4 separate regions of the Mus musculus genome follow, and regions 1, 2 and 3 are each linked to region 4. A link is a contact called in public Hi-C and targeted proximity ligation data. All regions are on one chromosome and are shown on one strand. The core of a region is the stretch at or near the end of the contact, and the rest is flanking DNA. Distances in the headings are between cores, read along the strand shown. Region 1 holds the start of Mpeg1 (macrophage expressed gene 1). Region 2 holds the start of Fam111a (family with sequence similarity 111, member A). Region 3 holds the start of Vps13a (vacuolar protein sorting 13A). Region 4 holds the start of Tle4 (transducin-like enhancer of split 4).

Region 1 (2,700 bases), core at 186-2,685, 2.1 Mb after region 4:
TCCACTGTCTTCGACAGCTTCTTCACCAAGGGACCTGGCAAGCCAGGTAGCTTGTCAGGTTTAATGAAGAAATGCAGAGGCAAGCCAGCACGGTCTATTGCCACTAGGTGGTTAGTGATGCCCTTCTGCCAGGTTTCTAAGGTGATGCCTGGATAGAAGGGAACCCCTCCAAAACTCTGCACCCTGGAGTTGGTCCTGTTCGACAGGTAGTCCTTCGTCAAACTGGTCTGAGAAATGTAGTCTGTTTCAACTTTGAAGTTCACAATGTTTAAGAAGGCAATCCCTGCAGAAGCGGTCACGGTGTTCTGGCTATTCTGGTTGTCCAGAAGGAAGGAGGACCTTACGTGATCCTCCTGAACCAGTGCAGCCCCAGCATCCACACTAGTGATTACGTGTGTGCCATAGTTGAGGATCAAGAGCTCTGCCAGGTAGGTGGCCATCTTCGTCTGGTTTTTCTCTAGTTGGTCACAGATGTCCATAAGTGCCTTCGTAAACCCCAAGCTGAGCTCTGAAGTTGGGGTGGTTTTCACTGTGTAGATCCGGTTTCTTACCTGAACCCTGGTAGTCACAGCTTGGTCCTTTACTTGAAGGGTCTTCATCCTTTGGAACTCAGTAGAGAACTTGCCGTTGACTCTGGAGAAAAGGGCGAGTTCTGTGTTGATAGAAAGTGAGGTGGTACTCTGGTAATTCATCCAGGACTCCAGGACTTCTGAGTTCATCTCCAGGTTGCTCTCTTTCTGAGGAATAGTATACACTTCATCGGGGATGATGTACTGCCCATCTTCTGTGGTCTTACAGTTGGTGTATGTCAAGTCCATCACCCGTCCCATGTCTACATTTCTCAGATTATCCCAGCCTCCTCCTGGTAGGACCTCCAAGACAGGTAGTTTCAGGGCATTCTTGCATATTTGAAATCCAGTGGTACCCGTTTCTCCAAGAGGCTTGTCTGCTTCAGCACACGCTATTATCATCCAGATGAGGACCAAGGCCATGAAGCTGTTCATGGCGCAGATGGTTTTGGCCATATACCAGCCCTAAGCATTCACCAACAAGACTGGGGCAAACAGAAGGATGGAAAAGAAAGCGGTTGTTGAAACAGAAAATTCTACAGTTCTCCTAAAACCATCAGTTCCTCTTTATGCTGCTCCAATTGCAAAACAGAGAAGTGAAAGCTGGTTGGAATATTAGAGACCATTAGTACCTTGTAAAAATTATTCTACTCTGGATATGCAAAGATACACTCTTCAATCCCCCCCCCCCCACACACACCCTATGTCCCTCACCCTGCCTTTCTTCTACACAGGGGTTTGGCACCCAGTAAAAGTGTGGATTCAACAACTTACCTCTGTCAGAAGGCTCTGTCTGGCTTTTGTTTCACTCTCTTTGACTTCAAAACCTGCCTTTCTCTTCTTTTGTGAAATCACAGTATTAGTTTCTTTTTACTGGAAACGCAGGAGTTAGTAGCAACCTTGTGCTTATTTACATACCCCGCCTCCAGGCTACTCTGTGTCAAGGACAAATCTTAGATGTCTCATTGGTACACTGAAGTTGGGGCCTGCCCCCTGAGAACAAAAGTGTAAAATAATAAATAAATAAATAAATAGATAACCTCAGATGCATGCTTTGTGAGGTCTCATTGTTACAAACTCAAACAGTCCTATTTTGGAGATAGACTTATCTAGGGCTGAACTGCTCAGGAAAGCATTCCGTTTGCTGGGAACCCTCACCCTGAATTGTTCTGGGCATCCTGGGTGAGGGTGAGGGCTTCCACGCTGTTCTGTTTTTCTCCGTTCAGAGAGAAATATTCAAGAGAAGACAAAAGCCACACTACAAATTTGCAAAGTTTGGTTTACTCAAAGCATACAAACGGCCCAGGAGCATCCGTGCTTGTGTCCACACATTTGTCTGATCGTCTCCATGTGTGCAATTTTTAAACTAAGCAGCAACTGACCACACGTTTAACTTTTTCATCCAAAAACTTTTTTGTCAGCAAAGACAGCAAAAAAGGAAACATGCTCTTTATTACATGGGTTAAAAGTACTAAAATTCATTTCTTCTATTGTCAGGAAAACATAATGAGCACTCTTTTCTCAACACCCACCTCTTCTTTTTGTCTAGCAGTGATACTAGCTCCTTTAGATTTGTGATTCAGAGAGGAGTAGTCTGTGCTAGCGATCAAGTATCAGAATTAAGGGAGGCTTAGGTGAATTACACAGTTGTAACACCTGGAGTGTCTTGGTTCATTTAGCAGCAGCCAGGAACTCTATAGCAGATAATAAATCTTCACACAGCACCCTCATAGCACCCCAGATCATTTTAGGAGCAAGATGCAGGGCTAAGACTTTAAAAGCAGAAACATGTTTCAGCCGTGGGTGAAGACTACCACCTGTGTATAGGCTGTGAAGATCTTAACGAACTAAATTATCTCAGGTTGTCATTGAGGAAGCAACAAAGCATTTTTGAAGGACTTGAGCTTCCCTAGCCATGATCCAGGCTCCAGTGGTGTTCTGTAAATCCATAAAAGCCTTAGCATGGTTCTATTCATGCCAAGGTGTTTGGGGAAACTGACTCACACCAGCCTCCAATGAGGAATGAGTTTGTGAACGATGTCCAAGCTATACCAAGTTGGAGAACCCAGCCGAGTCACTGCAGAGGGTGCTCTAGTTCATATATAAGCAGGGTTATGTATTTATACCTCAG
Region 2 (2,700 bases), core at 77-2,576, 2.0 Mb after region 4:
TCCTTCGTTTGTTTGTTTGTTTGTTTGTTTGTTTGTTTGTTTTTCGAGACAGGGTTTCTCTGTATAGCTCTGGGGATCCTGAAACTCACTTTGTAGACCAGGCTGGCCTCAAACTCAAAAATCTGCCTGCCTCTGCCTCCCCAGTGCTGGGATGAAAGGTGTGCGCCACCATGCCCGGCATATGATCCCCTCCTGCCTCCACTCCTCCTTGCTTTTTCAGTTAGAATGATGTGAATACAAATTCCTCCGAGTATACCACATTATAATTTGAGAAGACAAAGTACTTACATGTACTATCTTTCTTTAGTAGAGCAATAAACCAATATGGCCTGTACCAAGTCCCATCCTCGGTCTCCCTAACAGTTTCCTGGAATTGCTTTCTCCATCTTCTTCCCCTTTCTCTTGCCCCCTTTTTCTTTCCCCTGGCCTTTCTCACTCTCCCTATTTCTGAATAACGCCCTGCCCCACCAAGCCCCTTTAAGCCTCTTTCTGGCTTCTGAGCCACATCCGTCCCTCCCTATTGCCTAATAACTTCCTCTCCAGCCCCTTGTCTCCCTCCCCCACCTTCACTTCCCCCTCTCTTAAAGGCGCTTATTTTCTGGCTAGCCATGTGCACATTCTTGCCTACTTACTTTTCTCTCAGAAAGGCTTTCCAGAGGCAAAGACCAGAGCTGATCTAAGCCTGCCTCTTCCTACACTACCACATCATCAATACCAGCACGCTGAGGCTAGAATGCTGAAAACAACCCTGGGCTCCCTGGGTCCTTCAGATGGGTTAGCCCTTCTGCCTCTGTCCCAAGGGCTTTCCAGCGCTAGAAGTTCCCCCATGCCACCAGTGTGCCTGAGATTTCACCCACTCTTCATTTCAGAGTAGCACAGTTTGTTTATGGACCTGCCACCTTCCCTGGCTCACAGCTAGGACCAGCTACACTTGAACCCAACATCTAGCATTAAGTCTGCTTTTGGGAGGAAACCGTCACAGTGCCCTTAAAGAACACTAAAGATGACTGGTATTTTCTAGTCCTCAGCAGAACATACTGGGTTATGTTGATGGAAACAGCAGACAAATCAGGTTAATGTAGTAACCACCTATTCGAATATGGATAGCTTCCACTCCACCTGCTAGGCAAGCCTGAGAAAGAAATCAGTATTTGTCACTTGTGTATTTTTATTCCAAGATGAAATAGACTTGCTAAATATATTGGTGAATATTTGCTGCACACCACATTCTGACATGAAGAAATTAATCTTAAAGTGGCTTTTTACTTACTGGATCTTTCCACTCTATGGCAGCTTCGCTCCAGCCGCTGGAATCCCGGGTCTTTTAGAAAAAACAGAACCAGACTGTCATTTGACGTCTTTGTTCAGAGGGTGGAGAGACTGCGGATTGGTCCTTTCTCTGAACAGCAACCAGCTGTGCTTCAGTCCATTGGCTGCATTCAGAGCGCGGGACTGGACCAGAGCAAGCGCAGTGTGCATCCGCCCTGGTCTCTAAGGGCCGCCTAGTCAAGGAAGCCCGCCAATCGAGTGGGTGTGGTCCTCTACTCTCCAGGGATCTCCTTTTAGAGCCTAGTCAAATGAGGTATGCTAACTGGACTCAGTGGGAAGCTGAGGAGCCAGGACTAGATCTGGGTTCCCTCCTGGTTTCAGGCAGGTCCAGGGATTTTCTTCCAAATAGCAAGAGAGACCAGGGCAGCAGGTTAGTGACATGCTTTCTGGCTGCAGGCAGGAAGAGAATGAGCTAGGAGGAGGAAGGCTGGAGGACTCAGGGCCTTTCTAGGGGGTAACATCCCCACAGCAGACCAGCTTCAGTACTTGAACAAATCAGAAAGAAGCTGCAAATCCTTGTCAAAGACTCATTTTTCAAAAATGTATTAAATTTATTATTTGTGTGTAATATGTGTATGTGTGTGTATGCCACATGTCACAACTTTCAGGAATTCAGGCTCTTTCCTACCATGTGAGTCTAGTGGATCAAACTCAGTCAGACTTGGCAGCAGATGCTGAGTCATCTCGATGACCTAATAAATTGATTTTTTTCCAGATGTGCATCATTGGGAGTAAATATTTTCTACTCATAAAGAGAGTGTCCACTCCAGAAATATGAGCTGTGATTAAAAAGGAGGAAGAGGAGGGAGGGAGCCAGGCAGGGAGTGGGAAGAGATTACTGGGAGACACAACTGTTATGGGGCAAGAAGGAGGATGCTTAGGGCATGGCTAAAGAACTAGGGCAGTGGAAAGTCCCAGGAATCTATAAGGGTGACCCCAGCAATGGGGGATACAGAGCCTGAACCAGTAATCTTCTATAACTGGACAAGATTTCCAATGAACAGTTTGGGACACTAACCCAGCCACAAAGCATTCTACCTACAAATTGTCCTGCCTACAAGATAGTCTGGGGAAAAGTGGTGCAGAAATTGTGGAGGTGGCCAGGGATGACTGGTCCATCTTGAGACCCATATCATGTGAGGAAGCCAACCCCTGACACTACTAAAGATATTCATTCATACTTGCAGACAGACGCCTAACATAATCATTAGCAGAAAGGCTTTACCCAGCAATGAATGGAAACACAGATGCAGAAACCCACAGCCAAACATTAGGAAGAGCTTGGGCAATCCTGCAGAAGAAAGGGAGGAAGATGGTAGGAGTCAGAGGGGTCAAGCATACCACAAGAAAACCCACAGAATCAACTAACCT
Region 3 (2,700 bases), core at 87-2,586, 2.2 Mb before region 4:
CGTTGCCAGCACCCACCCACATGGAGGCTCACAACCTCCTGTAACGCCAATAACCAGAGAGCTATTCCTGAGGGTACCAGGTACGGATGTAGAAAACACTTATACACACACACAAATGAAATTTAAAATTGTGCTAAATAAAAACTCATTAAAAAAAACCAACATGGATGAAGGTTTAGAATCTTGATAGAAAAATCCATGAAAACAGAAGGGGTCCTATTTGGGAAGAAGGAATCAGTCAATAGGACAAGAAAGAGTCATGGGTAATAAACGACCAAAATATACACATTTATCAAGATGTTATAATGAAACCCATTATTTTGTAAAATATATGCTAATATATTCTTTAAAAGCTTAAAAAAGTTTACACTATTTTTGCTCTTTTTTTTTTCTGAAATAAATTTGAGATACTTGATGACTATGCACAAAATACACTCAGTGCCAAATCAGGATGTGCCTTGCGAAGAGAAAGTTGAAAGTGTACTGCTGCCTCTGAAATCCTCAGAGGATTAATGTCGGTTCTGTAAGTTGCACCTCTGTCTTGTGACCTCAGGACTTTGGGACCAATTTTCTCTAAGTCCAAGCGTGGAGCGGAGACACTACTTATTTTAGCTTGGCCACTAAGGCTCAGAGGTGTCTTTCTTGGTTCTTGGCAGGCTCTCTGCTGTCTCCGGACTGACTCAAACGTGCTACTCTTTAACATGACTGGCGGCTTTCACATAAATGATTTGACCGGAAAAAGGTGCCAAGAGCAGTTGCACATTAAGAACTTGGAATTTATCTCCCAACTTTACTCTCCCTCGCCCCTCCTCAGCACAGATTAGTAGCTGAGGAAGTAAGGGAAGGCAACTGAAGGGCCAGTTCGCATCCTTGCCAGGAGAAGGGAGAACGTCAGGAAGTACCCAAGCACCAAGGCTGGCCGAACCTCACAACTGGTAATAATGGGGGAAAAGCGTCCTGGGAAACTGCCTCAGGAAACTTCCCGCAACCTCGCACCAAGCTGTACACTCTCCACTCTTTGGATCCCGCGATCTTAGTTTTCTCTTTCGGAAGCGGCGTTCCTGTCGGTTATCATCACGCCCCGCCTCCTAGAGAAAGTTCGCTGCGGGTAAAAAGGAGAATCATTCCGGGGCGGGGTCTCCAGCGCTCGACTGGTGTTCTGTTGCTAAGCGACGGATAGGAGGCGCGGCCGGCGGGAGAGGCCCGGCGGTCCGCTCGCGGGCAAGGGCGGGCCCGCGGCTGCGCAGCCGCCGTCCTTCACTCTCGCTCCCGGCCGCGCCTCCAGTTCCGCGTCGGTCACGCCCCCACGCGCAGCCCGAGCTGCGCACGCGTGGTGCGAGCGGCTACCTTCCTTCTGTGGGGCTCGCGGTCGGGTTGAGGGGACCCGGCAGCACCCGCACCGTAGCTGGAGCGGGCCGGGAGCCGGTAAGCCGAGCCGTCTCGAGGGAGGAGCAGCCCGGGTAGTGCCGCGGTGCCCTCCGCGGCAGAGAGGAAAAAAAATGGTATTCGAGTCGGTGGTCGTGGAAGTGTTGAACCGGTTCCTGGGAGACTATGTGGTGAACCTGGACGAGTCCCAGCTCTCCCTGGGCATTTGGAAAGGTAACGGGGTCGCCGCTCCAGGGTCGCGGGAGACGGCGGCGCGGTTTCTCGTGGCTTCGGTCCTTGGCCAGCCCGGCGCCGCCACCTGCAGCTGCCCGCCTCGCCCTTCAAGTTATGTAAAGCGGGGCGGCGGTTCCCGGGCGGGCGGGCGGGCGGCGCGAGCCGTGAGGTTGGGGGAGGCGCTGGCTGAAGCCTCGCGTCCCGGTGGGGCCGGGTGCTGGTGACCCTTGGCCTCCGCTGGGCAAGGGAGGCATCCCTGGCAGTTTGGCCCCGGGCTGTCAGGAAGGCTCCGGCGAGCCCACGGGGAGTCGCACGCCGACTTGCACGTGAAGACCAGGCGCCGTCCGCGAAGACACCCTTCGTCCCTTCCCTGCCCCACTTCACCGTGCTTTCTAGGCGAGTTCCGGTCCGGCCACTGAACTTGGACTTGGGTGTTGCTTAGCTGGGACAGGCAAATGACAGGGGGAATAAAAGGAAAGGAAAGCCCCTTTCAGAGTATCTCAGAGTTACTTAGGTTTTCAGGTCGCAGCCTGACCAGGTGGGAATGTGGGTGTTTGTAAGACCTGAGTTTTTTGTTTTTTTAAAGAACGAAAAGAAAATGCAGGAAAACAGACGGTCAAAATGTAATTTGGGCTTTCCGTTTCTCGGACCTGACGAAGACGTGATGAGCACTCCTCTCTGTTGCTTAGATGGGAAGGGCTGCATCTACCCCTTCACTGCAATGATTTACCTAATACAGTGTCTTATTTTTAGTGTTTCCATCTGTATTGCATTAGACTCTTGTTTATTTTAAGTAGCTATTAGCAAGTAGAGGCCTTTTTTGAAATGAACGTTCCAGGCCAAAGTTAGGGTTAATTATTTGTGTAAATAGTGTGTGCATTCTCTGATAATGTACTTACTTAAAACTTTCTAAAAGTTCTCGTTTATCTTGAGCCTTCTCATTTTTGAAATAATGAAAACAAGTAATTTAGTTTTATTAAACAAACAAGCCCTCAATGTAGCTAGGTACCTTCTTCCACGATAACGTGGGCAATTGATCTGTAAGAGCTAGCACAGCCTCTTTGAGATCAGGTACTTGCAAGTTGCTTAGTCTGCGCTGCT
Region 4 (2,700 bases), core at 66-2,565:
GAAATTAAATTTACAGAACGGAGGCATTGTATGAGCCTCAGTTCTGGATTTTTAGCAAGACTACTGCAGTCTTTCTTTGCCTCGGTGTCCTCAGTGGCCAGTACTAGTGAGGCCCACAGAACGCCTTGAATTGGGCATTAAGCTACCGGTTCCTCTGTCGTGGAAAGCGCTATCATTAGGAAAAACGTTTTTCCCACATTTGTTGAACCAACAGCACCGTATTAGCCTGCACTTCGAGTTAAGGTGGGACTCAGAAATGAATGTCCCAAACACAGCAGCCTTGGCTACAATCCTGCTTGACTTTTTCCGAATTCTTTTGATTGCCCAGGGGTCAGAGGTTCCTTAGCTCAGCCTTAAGGCTCCCAACACCCGCCAAGTCTCAAAACTGCCTCGGGCGGGCTGCCACTCCCGGGTTCTGACCCTCTTCCGTAGGCCATCACAAGCCCAAGGCCCGACGGTCCACACTCGGACCCTCTTTCAACCCCGGAGTAAGTTGACTGGTGCCTCTAAAGAAAGGGAATGTCAAGAGTCTGCCGGCCGGGAAGCTCTGGGACCGGCCCAGTGCACGCCTCCCGGCTGCGGCTCTAAACCGGGCCGACGGCGTCCGCGCTCACGCGGAAAATTATGCCGGCTCCAGCAGCGCGTAAAATGGATGTGAACCGCACGGAGTGGGATCAGCGCGATCCTCCCTCTCTTGTCTCAACAGGGGTTTCGGCGCGTTGCACAAGGCCGAGCTTGTCTCTTTACGGAGACATCGGGCCCTAATTAGTGCGCACCCCCGCGCGGTCGCCAGGCCTGGGCTCCGCGTCGAACGGGAGATGAGCCTCGGAGGGCGTCTTCGGACCGGCCTGCAGTCTCACCGCCATCGCCGCCGAAACCTGCTTCTAAAGATGCAGCCAGTGCAGCAGCGACAGCAGCCGCCGCGGCTCGCCACCCCACGTTACTTTGATTGACAGCTGAACAAATGTTTCCGCGGTTCGAACGCTCGCACTAGGGAACAGCGGCCAGGGCGAGGCTCCGCCCCGGGCGGGCCGCTGCGCCCCGCCTCCGCCAGCACCAATTCTTTGCAGTTATTGGTCGGAGCTCCACGCCACGCCCTGTCCCCACGTGGGCCTAGCCTGCCCGGCCCCGCCCTCCTGGCTTGCCATTTGTCAGCGGTGAAATGATGGGCAGTAACACAGAACCGCGATTAATGTTCAGCCATCTCCGATTGGTTGATGCGGCGCCCTCGCGCCGCGGGAGGGCGGGGCTCCTGGAGAGCGCCGCGGAGAGCGCGCGGGGCTAGCCGGAGACTGTAGTCAATCTGGAGGCATCCTTGGCCACAGTAGCCGCGCGAGGACTACATCTCCCGGGATGCTCCTTGGGCCCTCCGCGGATGGTCGTGAATATGTATCAGAATGTTAATGATTAGCTGCTGCTAAATTTGGTCAAAGAAGTCACCTACACAGAGCGCGTTGTTAGAGCTGTTCCGAGCGGGCGTTCGGCTGTTGGCTGCCTTCTTCCCCCTCTTACACACTCGTGTATTATTTTGAGGTGGTGTTCGCAGAGTTTGAAAGAGAATTTTAAAAAGCCGCAAGCGTTTCGCTCTTTTATTTTTATAATCCCCTTCAATTTGGGGCTAAAAAAACAGGAAGGAAGAAAAGGAAATGAAATGTGGTAAAAGAAGCTAAAAGGTGCCTTTTAAAAGATCGTTGCTGTGAAGTGAAAAAAAATCTCCAGAGAACCCCCAAGCGCCGCGAGACCTCTTCCGAACCAAAGGAGTTTGCGCTCGCTCTCAGGGAAGAAGCGACCATTCATTCCGAGGAATAGCAGCCAATTAAAAGACAAATAAAAAAAGTTTGGAGTGGGGCGCGAGCAGGCGGGCGGCGCTCGGCGGGCGCGGGGCTCGGCGGGCGCAGGACGGACGGTGCCCGCCGCCCTCAGTGACGCCCGCGGGGAATGCGGAGCCGGCCGCCCGCGCCCAGCCGCCGCGCCTGCCTGCCGCCCGCGTCACGCGAGACCCGCAGGCCCGGGACGCCGCCGCGGGGCCCTCGAAGCGGATGAGCCGCGCGCCTCTGCCTGGCGCAGCCAACTAAAGCGGCGTGGATGATTCGCGACCTGAGCAAGATGTACCCGCAGACGCGCCACCCGGTGAGTGGCGCCGCGCCCGCAGCCCTGTCCGCGGCCGGCCGCTCCGAGGGTGCGGGAGGCGACCGACTTGTAGCCATTTTCTTATTGTTGTCTCTGAAGCCCCGGGAAGCAGCGCGCCGCCGCTCTCCGCCCGCGCGGCTCTCCCGAGGGGGGCGAGCCGGGCGGCGCGAGTCTGCGGGGTGGAGGGCGCCGGCGGCCACAGGCCGGACTCGCTCTGCTAGCTGACGGCCGCTCGACGCCATGGCGCGGCTGCCTCCGACGGGCCACTTTCGATTCCGGGTAGGGAGGGATGGGAGAGCCGGGCCGGGGGCTCGGGGGTTTGGGGGGTGACGGGGGGAGGCGGAAGCCAGGCTGAGAAGCTGAGCCGAGGGAGGCCGCCCGGAGGCACCGGGACCCCAGCAGGCGAGCGAGAGGCGGGAGCGGCGCGACCAACCCCCCCACGTCTCGGACCGCGGGCTGTCCACCCCCCACCTGCGATGTGGGCTAATTAAATATTTTATTGTTGTTCTTTAGGCACCGCATCAGCCTGCTCAACCCTTCAAATTTACAATTTCAGAATCCTGTGATCGG

Evidence for each region. A called contact is a pair of places that touch in the nucleus more often than the background predicts.
Region 1: a contact with region 4 is called in a targeted proximity ligation map of bone marrow-derived dendritic cells, with 7 times the contacts expected there. A contact is called at or near these places in 1 of 39 promoter capture datasets (pre-B cells), 1 of 484 Hi-C or Micro-C datasets (B cells) and 1 of 130 datasets of targeted methods (bone marrow-derived dendritic cells).
Region 2: a contact with region 4 is called in a Hi-C map of B cells, with 7 read pairs. A contact is called at or near these places in 1 of 484 Hi-C or Micro-C datasets (B cells), 1 of 130 datasets of targeted methods (pro-B cells) and 2 of 9 other capture datasets (adipose tissue and liver).
Region 3: a Hi-C map of muscle stem cells shows a contact between it and region 4, with 3 times the contacts expected there. A contact is called at or near these places in 2 of 39 promoter capture datasets (liver and pre-B cells), 2 of 484 Hi-C or Micro-C datasets (muscle stem cells and uterus) and 2 of 9 other capture datasets (adipose tissue and liver).

The regions. Positions count from the first base shown.
Region 1 is chr19:12,459,505-12,462,204 of GRCm38.p6, reverse strand. Mpeg1 (macrophage expressed gene 1) reads right to left here and starts at 1,435. Exons shown (of 2, transcript NM_001374668.1): 1 at 1,344-1,435; 2 at 1-1,054. The coding sequence starts at 1,004.
Region 2 is chr19:12,572,151-12,574,850 of GRCm38.p6, reverse strand. It overlaps Fam111a (family with sequence similarity 111, member A), which reads right to left and starts at 1,326. Exons shown (of 4, transcript NM_026640.2): 1 at 1,271-1,326.
Region 3 is chr19:16,779,569-16,782,268 of GRCm38.p6, reverse strand. Vps13a (vacuolar protein sorting 13A) reads left to right here and starts at 1,336. Exons shown (of 72, transcript NM_173028.4): 1 at 1,336-1,599. The coding sequence starts at 1,500.
Region 4 is chr19:14,596,798-14,599,497 of GRCm38.p6, reverse strand. It overlaps Tle4 (transducin-like enhancer of split 4), which reads left to right and starts at 1,315. Exons shown (of 20, transcript NM_011600.3): 1 at 1,315-2,130; 2 at 2,644-2,700. The coding sequence starts at 2,086.